Linked DNA regions of Arachis hypogaea: region 2 is linked to region 1. A link is a contact called in public Hi-C data. All regions are on one chromosome and are shown on one strand. Each heading gives the region's core, a stretch centred on a gene start, on an enhancer-like site or on the middle of the called end of the contact. The rest is flanking DNA. Distances are from core to core; before and after follow the strand shown. Region 1 holds the start of LOC112720257. Region 2 holds the start of LOC112720265 (probable tetraacyldisaccharide 4'-kinase, mitochondrial).

Region 1 (7,364 bases), core at 2,901-5,400:
ACCTCCTCACGAGGAACTCGGAAGCAGCACCTCGGCACCAAAGAGGTCGAACGCTGCCATACTAAGGGATTTAGACCTCACGTTCAGGCCCAAATCAACGTTTCACATAACTTTTAGAACAATATTTATTATTAATATTATATTATATTAATATATGTAAAGTGTTATGTAAAATAAAACATGTATTTAAAGCATTCTTTTTTTATACATATTTAGTATTATTAAAAAAGAAATACTATTATTATTTTAAATGATTCATTTTTTGTGTATTGATAGTTTGAAGGTATATTAAAATTATATGACATATTATCATATTAGCAATATTTTATACTCAATTACTTGAATATATTTGAATTTGATAAAAAAAAATCATAAATGGTAAAAAAAATGAGATTGAAAATACAAAATATTACATATCCAAATTAAATAGACGTAACTTATTAAATTTAAATATTCTTAGCATTTATATCGAAGAAAATAATTCGGGATGGAATATGATGGATGTAATGCATTGTAAATGATTGTATAAAAGATAATTTTGCTGTAAGGACAAAAAAACTGAATATGAATACTTATTATATAATTAAAAAAATAAAAGTAAGGTTGAATTCATAAAAGAATAGCAAAATTATGATTTATATCTTAAAGGAGATTAATTTCGATTAAAAAAAAAACATTATCATTATATGAAATAGTTAAGAAAAAAAAGAAAATTAAAAAATAAAAACAAAATACCTTGTCTCAATATAAAATTGAGCTCTTTTCAAGAAAAATAATTTTACCCACATTCTATTAGATTGGTCATAATATATAAATAAATCTAATCATCCTTCAATAAAATAGAGTTCATTGTCTTTTCGTTGAAATCTTACATCCATATCATTCAAACTCGAATCACTAAATACAACTCGATGTGTTATTTGATAGATATGATGCATTCTTAAAAAATTACAACAAAGGACAATCCCGCTGAAAGTTAGATAAAAAAAAAGGTTTTAGTAAAAATAATCATGAGATTATCAAAAAAATAAGAGAATAACGTCAATAAAAGTTCATAAAAATTTGTAACTTATACCTTAAAATAATTTACTTAGATAAAAAATGAAGGATACATCTTTATTCTATGAAGTAGTTAAAAAAATAACAAATTAAAAATTAATACACACGATAAAAAATATTATACATATCCTTTAATCACACGAAACTAATTATGAAAATGTTCGATCAATATATGTGTTATTAATACACATGTATATAACAAAGTCATAAACGTTAACATTATATATAAATGTTAATTATGTATGATTGATAATTACAATAATTGACAATTAATATAATTGAAATTAGAATGTTTCACAATTAGTATAATTAGAATTAGAATAATTTATAATTGAAATAATTAATAATTAGTATAATTATTCATTAAATATTAATTTTTATAGGTGAATTCTATCTTACCTTCTCTAAATTAAAAGGTAAATTATTCCTTATTCTTATTATTAAATGAAATGAAATAAATTGTGTATCTGACGCTGCCATGTTTTCATATTTGTCCTCCTCATCCATATCTTTTGCATTATCTTCTTCGATAATGTCATCGTTATCTGACCAATTTGATTCGACATTACACCGATCACAATTACAGGTGAAGCCATAGTCTTCCATCAATTTCTTCTACCTGCTAGCATAGTTTTCATTGACAAAAAAATAGCTCAAATAGATCTCCCTGCCTTGAAGAACATCATGAATCATCCTAACAATAATGTCAGTATTATTACTGCCATCCGGTAGATTACTATCCACATAATCAAATCTGCAGGCATTAGAAAGACAATCGTGGTTAAAAAAAAGGAGGCATAGGAGTATATACCATAAGCTCTAATAGACCTCTGGCCATCATCAACAGAAACCAGCTGCATTAAGCCAAAGACATTGTGGTTGTCCTTGGCCAGAAGCGTGGAGGTGAGTTCCAAAGAAAATACATTCTGAAGACCAATGGGAGCAATTGAGCAGAGAGATGAAATAAGAAGGTGTAGGAACTGAGCTGCAGAAATTGTAGCGTCATCAGGAGAACTATGAAGAGAAAGCAAGATTTAAAAGTCTGAGGAGAAGATATTGGCAAGATTGTACACAACAATGAGAAATTGAACCTAGACTTGAAGTTCAAGTGGATGTCCAAGAAGAGAAGAATAGAGTTGGCTTGAAAGTGAGACAATGCTTGATAAAATTAAATTTTTTAATAATTTTTATAATTTTAAAAAAAATTACATCATGATTAATTAATTAAATTAATAAAATTTAGGTTAGATTAAAATTAAAATTAATTATGACAAATCAATTAATTTTATTTCAATTAATAATATAAAAGATATATTGCAAGGAATAATTTACCTTTTAATTTAGAGAGAGTTAAATAGTATTCACCATTTTTATATAATTATAAAAAAATATATTTTTTTAAAATAAATTAAAAAAAATGTATACATAATACCAGAATATATTATGTCAGTATTTTTTGTACTATCATATAACTTATTATAGAATAATATAATGATGATTATATTAATTTCATCTTTTAAATCGATTTACTCTGGAATATGATTTTCCAAATTTTTGTTTGCACGTATTAGTAATTGTTATATTTATTTAAAAAAAATTAATAATAATCGTTTCCAACTTCCAATTGCAATGTGCATTTATGGATGTGTACAGGAATATGTTCACGTGTTATTGACTGAAACAACAGAAAGATATAACTTAAAGAAAATAGATACCAAGAACATTTTTAAAAGAGTGTTTTTACTTTGATAGAAAAGTATTAGAAAGATAATAAATTTTATAATTTGTAATTATTATTAGTATTTTTAATAGTATAAAATTTTATTTAATTATATAAAATTATCCATTTTTTTTTGTTAAGTGGTTAAATTTTAATAAAAATATTTACTTTCTAAATTTTTTTTTTTGATATTGTCAAAAAATAAATTTATTTAAAATTAAAATTTATATTAAAATTAATTAATAAAATAAAATTAGTATCACCTTAAAAATATAATATTACTTTTATCGAAAATCAATAAAAAAGATGCTATTGGTATAAATATATTAATAAAATAATTAAAAATAATATAAAAATTTGTAACCATCTATCTCCCTCTGACATTTCTAACCACATGTTAAACCAGTGAGAGAGGGCATTAATTATGATCCATAGGTAACTCTCAAGTGTCCAACGTGGCAGATGATGTTAACAATGTCATACAAATCCTCTCCCTCTTCATTCCCACTTCAAAAGAACTCTTTCTTCTTCTCATCTTCTTCACCCAAATAAAACCATAAGCCCCAATTTGTGAAGGCAGAAGGATAGAAGATTAAAGAGGGACCATAGATAATTTTGAAGAGAAAATGTCAAGGTGCTAAATGACGAACTCACCTGCATCATATGTGAGTTTCACTGTCGCTAGAAATTCAATTGTGAAGAGAAAGAATGAGAATAAGGTCGATGGGAGGTGCTTTATGCCGTTAACGACTTTACATTTTTTGACAATGTACCAGTGTACCACAATGCTGTTAGTTGCAACAATTGATGTTGGGATCCCAAGTTTTATGACCCAAATTTTTTTTCTAAAATCAGAACAGTAACAATTTCTTACTTCAAACATAACATAGATCATCAACCAAATCACAAACTAAAAATAGAAAAAAAAAAAAAAAAAAAACTATACAGCAACGGGAACAGGAACAATAACGACGCAAATCCTAACCCCGATTTCATGCATAGATGAAGAACATGCAGAAAATCACTCAAACAAATTACATAATCAAGTGAGAATGAAATTTCAGACCTTATCTTACATAATTGCAAGTGTTGTCTCCTCCAACAGTGGCTCTTGCTCCCCCGCGATTGTTCTCCCTTCTCGCAAGTGGCCTCCGACGACTGCACAAACCCGACTCGCAAACGATGAACGACAACTCCGTTGGATTGATTGGAATGGAATTCGCCATTGTTGGGAAGCTCTCTCTTCTCTTCGCACCAAACCATTCTTCCCCTAACTTGTTTTAAAGCTTTCTCTTCTTAGGTTAAATATGTAAATTCCACCTATAATTTTAATTTTTAAGACAAATATTGATAGTTACAACCCTGTTAAATTAGTCATAGTATTGTTGGCGCTTCCATCTTTCATGGCCAGAAATGAGACAAATTTTATTTTTAATTTTAAATTATTATTTATAACATATAATTCCACAAATGTTTATGTAGCATCTTATGAAATCTAAAATAAAATTAAAATTAGAACTAGTATTGAAAATATTCTAATGAGCAAATAATATTTGCTCTTATTTTTCTTTTATGGCACTACAAAAAATGCATTAATTATCATGAATTCTTTTTGGATTTGAAAATTCATTAAATCTCCACCTTCATCTTCTTGTAATGATTACTCTGGTGTGGTGGTTTAATTGGTTTTTTTTTTTCTGGACACAGATTATAACAACAATTTTACGGAAATACTCATACGGAATAAGAAACATGACCGTTATAGGGATTTTGGCAGGGTTCAGATGACTCTAGCAAATAATTGAAATGGAAGAAAAGAAATGGGTCAAGAAGGACACTCCTTTATTTCTTTCATCCTTTGATAATTAGTGAATACTTCACTGAAACACTATTCTTCACATCTCATACAAAATTCAGTTTTTCAATTTCAACAGATGAAGCTATCCAAAGACAAGCACAAGTTTCATGATGTCAACTGACACAATTTCAAACCAGTTTTGGCCAATCAAGAAGCGGATGCCTGCATCATTTTTTTCCGCGTGGATCCCGGCTTAGCCCATATTTCTTCAGTGTTTCGATGTAATTTCTCATGAGGGTAAACTTGTTACTTCCCAGGTGATAGAAATAATCCCACGAATAGATTCCGGTTTTGTGCAAGTCATCAAAATTAAGCCTGAACAATCCAATTCATCAACTATGCATCACATTCCAGTTTGAAGGATTTAGATATTGAAATTTAGATCTAATGTCTAAGTTTGATGTACCTTACCCCGTAGTTCCCTACCGGTTCTGCAGACATGATTCCCACGTGCCGTCTCCCAGATATTACCTGGTTCGAGGGATCAATTGGAATGTAGTCAAATCAAAACAACAGAAAAAGAAGTAACAAGGAAGATTAATCAGACAAGAGATCTCATTGATTCAATTATCAAAGTGTACTAAAACTCAGGATATAGTTTCCAAATGGTGCAGTTGAAAAAGCATTCTGAGTTGCAGAAAGCAAGTACCTTTTCACCTCCAATTGATCTGATTTTTCCATCAACTGCAGGACTGTTTATTCTTAGAAACTCAGCCGACAACTTGAATACATGACCATCGGCAAATTCCACCTCCACCTGAGAACAGTCCAGGAATCATGCATAAGGAGGGTTAATAAGCATAATTTCTCCAAGAGAAAGATGTTTCAAGATGCAAGAACAATATGATAAGTAAGGATACAACAGAAGCAAAGCCTTTAACCACTACGAGTCATGTATAGAGTGTAACAACAGCTAACATTAGGAGAGTTCAGTGTAATTAACACAAAACAATAATGCTTTCCTTCTTTTCTACAGCTTCCAATTGCGTAATGATGATACAACTTAAAACACCCTTTCAAACCCAAATAGCACAATACTCAACCCAGTTATACCCTAGTTAGATACACAACATTCTTTCTTTTCTTTTCTTTTCTTTTCTGTAAATACTAAATGATATATAAGAAGAATACCATTCAGTATTTACAGCGTGTACCTTTCTAATCTTTCAACATGTCTGTGAAAGAAACACATTCAAAAAATTCATGACTTTTACACCAAATAGAGGCCAAACAACTCATCCTATCCCATGGTGAATTATACTCCAACCAAATACTTCAGATATGGTGTATAGTGCACTATGGCAAAAAGATTTCTTTCTCTCTTTTAGGCCTTCATATCATGAATCAAATGGGCCTTTAATATATTTGGGTCACCAAAAGTGTTCAAGCCATGAAAAACCCAAACAAAACAACAGTCAATATTCCATAGTCTCTCTCCTTCGGGATTCAATTAAAGGTGCATAAGTCAAATAAATTAGTAAATTACAGGAATGTTTTACTAATATTAAGTAACATTTTCTTATATTTGTGGCTAAATTTTCCTTCTAAACTTCGACTTATAAGAAAAATTCAAATTTACCCTATTCTCGGAAAAAAGGAATGTACATTTTTTCAAGGCAAGCTAAGAAACAAACTTTCATATTCTAACCCAATCATGTAGTAAACAATATTAAAAAAATAACAAATAAAAATTGAAAATTTTCCTTTTTGACTAAAAAAGGGAAGAAGTGCTAACCAATTTTGGGGCTTGAAGAGAGAATCTGGTGAGTCGGGGCATAGCCTCTGCCACTGTGTTGATACTCCGAATCGCAGCCATGACCATCAAGGAAGCAAGGGGTTTGATCGAATTCTCTTTTTCTTTTCCTTTATCCCTAAGTCAGGCTATATCCTTTGTTTGTTTGTAGAAAGATTTTGCAATGTCTGTGCTCAACAATTTTCCAAAACAACGCAATACAGACCAAAGCAACAGATTCAAAACTACTCACTATATCAGCATCACGATTGTGTCGAAAGATGATTCTTCAGTCCAATAAATATTGGAATCAGCAATTTAGGATTCTGGGACGAGAACCTCTAAAAGAAACAAAACGATTCTACAATAAAGAGAGATGCCAAGAAAGTTAGAAGGATAAGGGATGCAAATATTAGAATCAAGGTTTGGAAAACTAGTCTGGACCAAGGTTCTGAAAACCGGACCGGTTATCGAACCACTCTAGTCACTGGTTTACTAGTTTAATAGTTTAACCGGTTCAACTGGAAAAACCGTTTTATATTAAAATAATAAATAAATTATAAATAAACACTCTAAAATATAATTATAGTCTAATATAAACTTTAAAATATCTTAAGATCTTTAGATAAAGTACAAACTTAAATATTTTAATGAACTGAAGGTTTTGCTTTCAAAGTTTGCTATAAGAGAAACCAAAATCCTTTCTTCATCCTATAAATGTTTGCTTTGATGACATTAATCAATAAAGCAATTACATCGAAAACATATCAAACCATTTCCAACTCTGGTTTAAATTTGTCCAAGCAACAAAAAAAAGAATGAAGGTTTCGTCACCGAAAAAAAAAGAATGAAAGTTCCTCGAAGTAGCAGCTGAACAATCCACATCATTTAACACAAACTAGAAGTTTAGAAACCTCATTCTTCCATAGCTGCAGGCTCAAAGCTATCGCCACCTAAATCTAACCTGCCACCTAACATACCACAAATTTCTAATC
Region 2 (7,364 bases), core at 2,786-5,285, 130 kb after region 1:
ATTTTTTCTTTCTTTTTGAAGTATTATAAAAACACTTGCTTGCTTGCCTTTTTCAACTTATTTTCTAGATTTCAATCAAAGTATCAAACCCACAATTAGAAACACGTGTTACATGCAATGGTACAAGATTCCTAATTTTACTATAATGTTATTTGAATATTTGTGAAAAACCATATGCCCATATACTCTAATCTACTATTAGATATTTAATGGACCATGGTAGAATTGAGCAGGAAAAAAACTCTCAACTCTAAAGTGAAGAGAGTAGTTAAGCAATAAAAATATAAAATAAGAAATTAATCATCATTGAATTCGTAAGATCTATGTTCAATCTATCACATATGAACCGTATCATCTTAATGTTAGTGATTAATCAGTTAATTTTTCGCTTTACCAATCTTTCACTTTAAAAAACCTTGGTTCGTATGGAGCCCATACCCCCCATCAAATGGTGGATGAAAATGTCAACATTTCAAAAAATATTATGTAGAACTAACATTACTCATAATCAATGTACTAATTTCGGGGACCAGTAACATGGCTGCAAAAGAGAGGGCCTATCAAATGATACTGGGATAGTTAACCATATGCATGCATGAAAAGCAGAGCTTACAACAACCTAAGACTAATTTTCTGCAGGAAATTTTAATCTCAAGTGGTCCTTTAGAAAATTCTTAAAGCTATCCTCTGTACTTCCTTTATAGGACATAACCATCAATGTAGAACACACAACAAAAGTTTTAAATGGATACAGCTGTTTGAGAATCTCCGGGTCCCTATCATAATCCTGCCAAGACAAAAGTTTAATTAAAAATAGGGGGTTATGAATATAGAAACAAACCTATACATAAAAATATGAGCATACCTTTTCAGTAATAACAACTATGGGCTTGGAACCAAACTTGCCCTCTAATTCTTTTAGCTTGGCTCTGATCAACTCAATATCCTAGATTAGTATGAGGAAAAAAAGAATATCCTAGTAAATGTTTTTTTTTTAAATAAAATTAAGAAACAAGAGGAAATTTAAATGGCGTGGCTTGGCAGCACAGGTGCAAAGAATGTGGTTTAAATGGTGACTTGAAATAACAGTATGTAATCAGTCAGAAAAATATTTCTTTGAAATTCAGGAGATATATATAACGTACCTTGACATGGAATGCATGATGATCACTGAAATCTACTCGATCAACATAACATGCACCCATCTGCATCAAGTAGTTTTCACTTTAGAGATAAAAAGAGATAACAACAGGGACCTCGAAGCGAAAACCACTTAAAAGGTAAGTAAAAGTATAGCTAGATAGCACAGCATAAAAGGGGGTTGGTGTGAGTTACTAATCATGTCTGGAACATACAAGTTTTAACAAGTGAAAATACAACTGGCCAATTGATATGTTTATGTTTAGTTATGCTATTTAGAAGAGGAATGATTATTAAGGAGGAATACCTTCTGAATTTTCTTCACAAAAGATTCTGCGGAACCAATAGCCGAAACACATAATATAGTAGCTTTATGGAGAGCTGTCAACGGTATATTGGCATTGGTATTACCCACCTCAAATAAGTAAGTTGGATCCATTTTTGAGAAGAAAAGTGGAATCGACTCTTTGATTCCTCGGATTGTTGACTCAATATCCTTGAGAATATTCTCAGACACCTATGAACCACCCGAAGTACATTGTCAGTAAGCAAATCTATATACCAACCAAATGACTAAATTCAAACTGATAAAAGGAACTTTACAAAAACATTTGCAAATTATTTCCTTGAAGAAGGTATCGCTTTAGCATACCAGGTCTGCATGATGGATTACAACTGCATCTGCTCGTTTAAGTGCAGTCAAGGGTTCCCTCAAAGGTCCAAGTGGCAAAAGCTGAAGGTTGCCCCAAAGAGTCAATCCATTAACCATTACAATATCCAAATCACGCCACAAACTCCAGTGCTACCTTACATACAGAAGATAACATTTACAGCAACTTCTTGTCAAACAAAATGAACATAGGTAATTAAGCAAGCCAAAAGCAGGGCTCAGTATTTCCAGTATCATACTTAACACTAAATCATAAACCATACCTCAATAAACAAAAAAAAGGTTGCAAAGGAAATTACTTTTCTATATCGTTCTTTGGTGGGTGCAATAGTTGGCATTACCTGCATTGCATCATCAAGAACTACAGCACCAATATTTTCTGAATCAACAGAAACATTCAACTCATGACCCAGCTGCTGTTTCCTATACCATGAACTCTCTCTGGTATCAACATAGCCATATCTTTGGATGAATTGACTTGCAACAGCAGCTCGATTTGCGCCAACACCAAACTTAGTTGGTGTCCAAAGTAAATGCCTACGAAGCATGTTGACTTCATCACCACCTGCATAACCCTGCCAGAATAAGCAACATATGAAACCAGATAGGCAAGTTACAAATTAAAATACACAATAGTATTGCTTCAGCTAGGATTTTGGCATGAAAGGTCAAATATATCTTCCATCAGTTATGATGCCAAAGGAGATAAGCCTTAAAATTTGATCATTAAATTATAATCCTATTTGCACAAAAAATAAAAAGTGTACTTTTTCCTTTGTAACACACACATCATGTATCAGACAAGATATGAATGCATAACACCATGAACTGCTGATATTTCAGGGACCGCTTAGTCCAATAATAGGGGCCACTTAGTCTAGTAACAAGAGCCGCTTAGACTAATTATTTGGATGGTTGGGAACTAGTTAGGAATTTTTGAATTGTGAAGGAGAGCTGTCTTTCGAGCAAATGGTCAGCGGTCGGCAAGATATTTACTCTCAAATTTATGTATAAAGAAAAGGAAGTGTATTGAAGTCAGTTCAGCTATTGGCCTTAGATAGTGTATAAAAGAAGTAGACCAAGTGGAAGAGAGCTTTCGAGATTGTTGTTGTTGTTGTTGTTGTTGGTGGTGGTGGTGGTGAGGTGTAGTGAGGGAGAGGTTGGGGACGAAATTCAGGTGGAGGTGACAGTGGGTGGGGTGGCAACGGGGTGAGGGAGGGGTGATGGTGATATTGAGGAGGAGATGATGATGTTGATGTTGATGAAGCAGGTGGGGTGCTGGAGATGATGAGGGAGGGACCGGATGAGAGATAATATTAGGATGATTAAGAAGGGATTATCATAGGAGTAATTAGGAAAAAAGTTATTTTGACTAACTTTCACCACCAAAAATTTAATAAAAGAAAAGGCTTTCTTTACTGATCTGCCGCCATTTTGCAAATTTATCACCAGATTGACGCTGAATAAAATTAAAACTTATTTCATTTAAAATTTATTCAAAGAACAGATACAGATATTTTTAAAACTTTTCGAAATCATAACGACAAAAAATATACTTTACCCTAATAATTAATCATATGCACATTGCTGCAGGGTATTGCTAGCCTACATCCTATACTTTTAATGTTCTATTACAGGATTTTTCTGGCAATACACCTGGGATGCAACCTGTAAGAATATGTGTAAATGCTAGTATTATCATTTATCCAACAATGACAACTAAACCACCTATGATATCTCGCCAATAATGATATAAGTATGGAAATTGCAAAATTCAGGCCCATTAACTAAACTAAAAAAGATGGACAAGCAAGGAAGGAGAAGAGAGTACCCTTGAAAGAATGAGAGGTGAAATTCCAAAATGACACAACCAGCGAGCTATAAACTCAACCATGGGCGTCTTCCCATTTCCTCCCCAGCTCAAATTCCCAACGCTAACAACAGCAACTGGCAAACTAATCTTACAATCAAAAACACAAAATTACAGCTCTGCCCTTTCGAAACAAAGTTAGGGAGAAGAAGGGTTACCGGTGGACTGGGAAGAAGCCGTGTCGGTAGAGAGAGTGGCGAAGTGAGAGAGCGAGTTTGTAGAGAGAGGAGGCAATGGAAAGGAGAGGGATGAGAGAGCGGTGAAGACGACAGAGCTTACGAGGGTTGCGAGCGTAAGCTATCTCATTCACTGCTCTCCTCACTTTTTCCATATTCCTGCTTCTTTTGGACGGGGAATGAAAGGAATGGCCACCGGATTTTTTATTTAAATAAATTAAAAAAATATTTTATTTACTCAAATAAATAATTTTAAAAATTATTACAGAAATACGTAGGATTACTGTAAATGAAATAAGATAATATGCGTGATACGTGTATATCTCGTTTTACAGTATAAACGAGATACATGCAAATTTATCTCGTTTACACTATAAACGAGATACATGTTAAATTATAACATTTACATAGTAAATAAGATACAGTAATACAAACTTCCAACAGCTATAAAAGGATGTGCAACTTTTGTCATTCTCTACATACATTTTATACTTCTTCTCCTCCATTTTTCTTCCCAAAAATAGGTAAAAATATCCAATAGTAGCAGATATGTGGTTGTCTGTGTGTATTCCAATTGTCGTATGAGGAACAGTGACAATGTGGTGATATTTGAGTGTGATAATCCGTTGGTATTGTGCACTCGGCGAGTAAGTTCGTTGTTCGAGTTGAAGAGTCTGATATTGAGCAACCTTGGTGGTTTAGGGAGAAAAGAGGTCGGATGGTTGGGAAGTTTTTCGGTTCTGCCTGTTTCAACAACAAAGCGACGAGCATGTGCAACTCATGCTTGACATCTATGGGAGAATAATGACGGAACAAGTGATGGAGGTTTCCGCCGAGGTTGGTGATGTTGGTGGCAGTGGATCCGCCCACTCGACCTTTGTGCAGGATACACACCTCTCGCACCACCATCGATTCATGTTGCTAGTCCAGTGGAAGACATGGACGTCGGTGATGAAGACTCTGACAAAGAGTATGTTGCAGATAGCAACGATATTGATTCGTCTGAAGATGATGATGAGCAGGAGTTTGTACCGGAGACATCGGCCGAGGCAGCGATGCACTATATGTTGACTCCCCCTTCCCCTCCACACCCGATTGGCACTATCAGATGTACCAGGTCACTATCATGCATTGGATCTGAATGCGATACATGAGAAATCTCCTTTTTCGAACACCGGAGAAGACAATTACAACCTAGACGGTGAGGTGGAGTTTCATGTCGGCCACAGTTTCAAAAGCAAAGATACAGTAATGTAGGGTGTGAAGAACTACAGCATCTGCAGAAGTGTTGAGTATCGAGTGATCAAATCGAACCAATTGAAGTACCATGTGCATTACCGCCAAGCTGCAACTAAATGTCCCTGGAGTCTCCGTGTATCCCTCCGACAGAACCTCGGATACTGGTGAGGTCAAGTTTAATTGTAGCGTATTTACTCATTTATGATTGCTATATCTAGTGTAGTTTCCAACCATGAGTGTTTTATTTTGTTAGGGAGGTCCGAAGAGTTGGTGGAGCGCATACGTGTCTAGCACCCACCATGTCCCAAGACCATCGACAGTTGGACAGCAGCCTCATATGCAAGGTCATCCTGCCGTTGATACAGTCCAACCCATTCGTCAGCATCCCTGTCCTGTATGGTGCAGTTTGACAAAGCTATCACCTCAAACCCTCGTATAGAAAGGTCTGGATGGCGAAGCAAAAGACAATTGCGCAGATATACAGAGACTGGGAGGAGTCATACAATAAGGTGCTGAAGCTTCTACAAGCACTGCAGAGTTGTTGTCCCAGAACGATATGCGAGCTCAGGGCCGTACCTTACTATGAAGGGCACCTTATGGTCCGCGAGCTCAATTAGGTGTTGCTTCATTATCCAATTCACAATTCATCGATTCTTGCTTGAATACTTTTATGCTTCTTTATTACTTGTTTGTTTATCTTAACCAACAAGTCTCTTTTAAAGTATTTCAAGCACACTAGGATGAGTGAAATGCATGTTATTTTGTATACTTGTGACCTAGTTATCCATGCTAGTGTGTGTGTGTTCTAAATCGTGTACAGCTTAAAATTCACACACTTGTTTTCTTCATGTCACAAACTTATTCACTCACCTCATTCTAGTGAATACCACCTCATTCCAATACTCTTTGCTTCCTTGTTTTTGCATTCACTCATCTTATTATCTTATCTTCTATTTCTCATGGATGAGTCACTATATACAACAAGAAAAGCGGGAGAAAGAGCGCGCAGCAGCCGATTGATCCACCAGTTGAAGGTGGCAATCCGAAGTCACCATACCCCCCGTTGCTCACCTTTAGTTGCACCCCGGACGGTGCAACTTAAGTGTGGGGAGGTCGTCTCCGATCGGCAATCTTGGGTGTCATACTCTAATCCTAACACTTGCACATTCTTTTTGAATTTTTGGTTGTATTTTTCTTAGTTTGTATATATCTTAGAGCTTTAATTACATTCTCTCTTAGTTTATTGCATGTCTTTGCATACATATAACAAGCTTAGTTAATTTAATGAAAATTTTCAAGAAAACTTTCCATTATATAGGGCATTGGTATCCTAATTGATTTGAGTTGGAACTTTTGATTGAAACTTGCTTGAAATATATTGTGGAATTTGTTTTTGAGCTAAGAACACACAACCTTGTGAGTTTTGAGCCTCATTGTGTGGTTACATCATATAACCACTACTTTTATTCTTGTGTGTGTTATTCTCTTTTTATGATTGCAATCTTTGATTTGTTTGACTCTTTATGTCCATTGCTTGATGTATATATGCATTTATATGATTGAGGCCATCTTTTCATTAAGCTCACTTGTCCCAAATAGCCTACCATTTTATCTTCCTTTGTTAACCAACTTTGAGCCTATTTCAATCCCCTTTTTGTTCTTAAAGTTAGCACATCACTACCCTTAAGTGAAAAATAATAAATGCCCCTTATTTGGATCTTTGATTAGTTTAGACTAGTGAGAATGTATCATCTAAGTGTGGGGAAGTTTCGGAATTTTTGTTAGGGTAAAAGTGGATTTTTGTACCTTGTTAAAAATCTTGGGAATTGGGTACATATTCATGCATCAAATGTTTAACCCATATGCATTGTCACTTTTGTATATATATTTTAGTTTGACAAAAAAATATAAAAATAAAAAACATAATAAAAAGGGAACAAAATTCCCCAAAGTTTGAGAAATAAAAATGCATATGAGTTGTGATTGAAAAGAAAAATGCATGAGTATGCGAGAAAAGTGAGAAATGGGTAATTATGTTTGCTTTGAGTTGTATAGGTTGTTAAGTAGGTTTGGTGAGAGCTTAAGTTAGTCAAAGATTCAAATTCGAAGCTCACTTGACCATATATAACTTTACCTTGACCCTAGCCCCATTATAACCTGTGGAAAGTCCTCATGATATTTGTACGCATATATTGAATAAGTGTTGATTGTTAGATGAAAGACAAATCTTAGAAAGCATGATTAGAAGAGAAATGAGTGAATTGACCCT

What was found. Hi-C and Micro-C count contacts between places; a contact is called where the count stands out from the background.
Region 2: a contact with region 1 is called in a Hi-C map of leaf, with 1.6 times the contacts expected there. The contact joins the promoter of LOC112720265 here to the promoter of LOC112720257 in region 1. A contact is called at or near these places in 2 of 8 Hi-C or Micro-C datasets (both in leaf).

Annotation. Positions count from the first base shown.
Region 1 is chr11:11,684,449-11,691,812 of arahy.Tifrunner.gnm2.J5K5, forward strand. LOC112720257 reads right to left here and starts at 4,151. Exons shown (of 2, transcript XR_011867268.1): 1 at 3,846-4,151; 2 at 1,256-1,813. It overlaps LOC112720259, which reads right to left. Exons shown (of 5, transcript XM_025771138.3): 2 at 6,373-6,730; 3 at 5,287-5,394; 4 at 5,044-5,108; 5 at 4,601-4,952. The coding sequence starts at 6,459. The coding sequence ends at 4,805.
Region 2 is chr11:11,815,632-11,822,995 of arahy.Tifrunner.gnm2.J5K5, forward strand. It overlaps LOC112720265 (probable tetraacyldisaccharide 4'-kinase, mitochondrial), which reads right to left and starts at 4,036. Exons shown (of 8, transcript XM_025771144.3): 1 at 3,839-4,036; 2 at 3,642-3,770; 3 at 2,152-2,385; 4 at 1,793-1,942; 5 at 1,448-1,657; 6 at 1,146-1,205; 7 at 866-946; 8 at 471-787. The coding sequence starts at 3,704. The coding sequence ends at 626.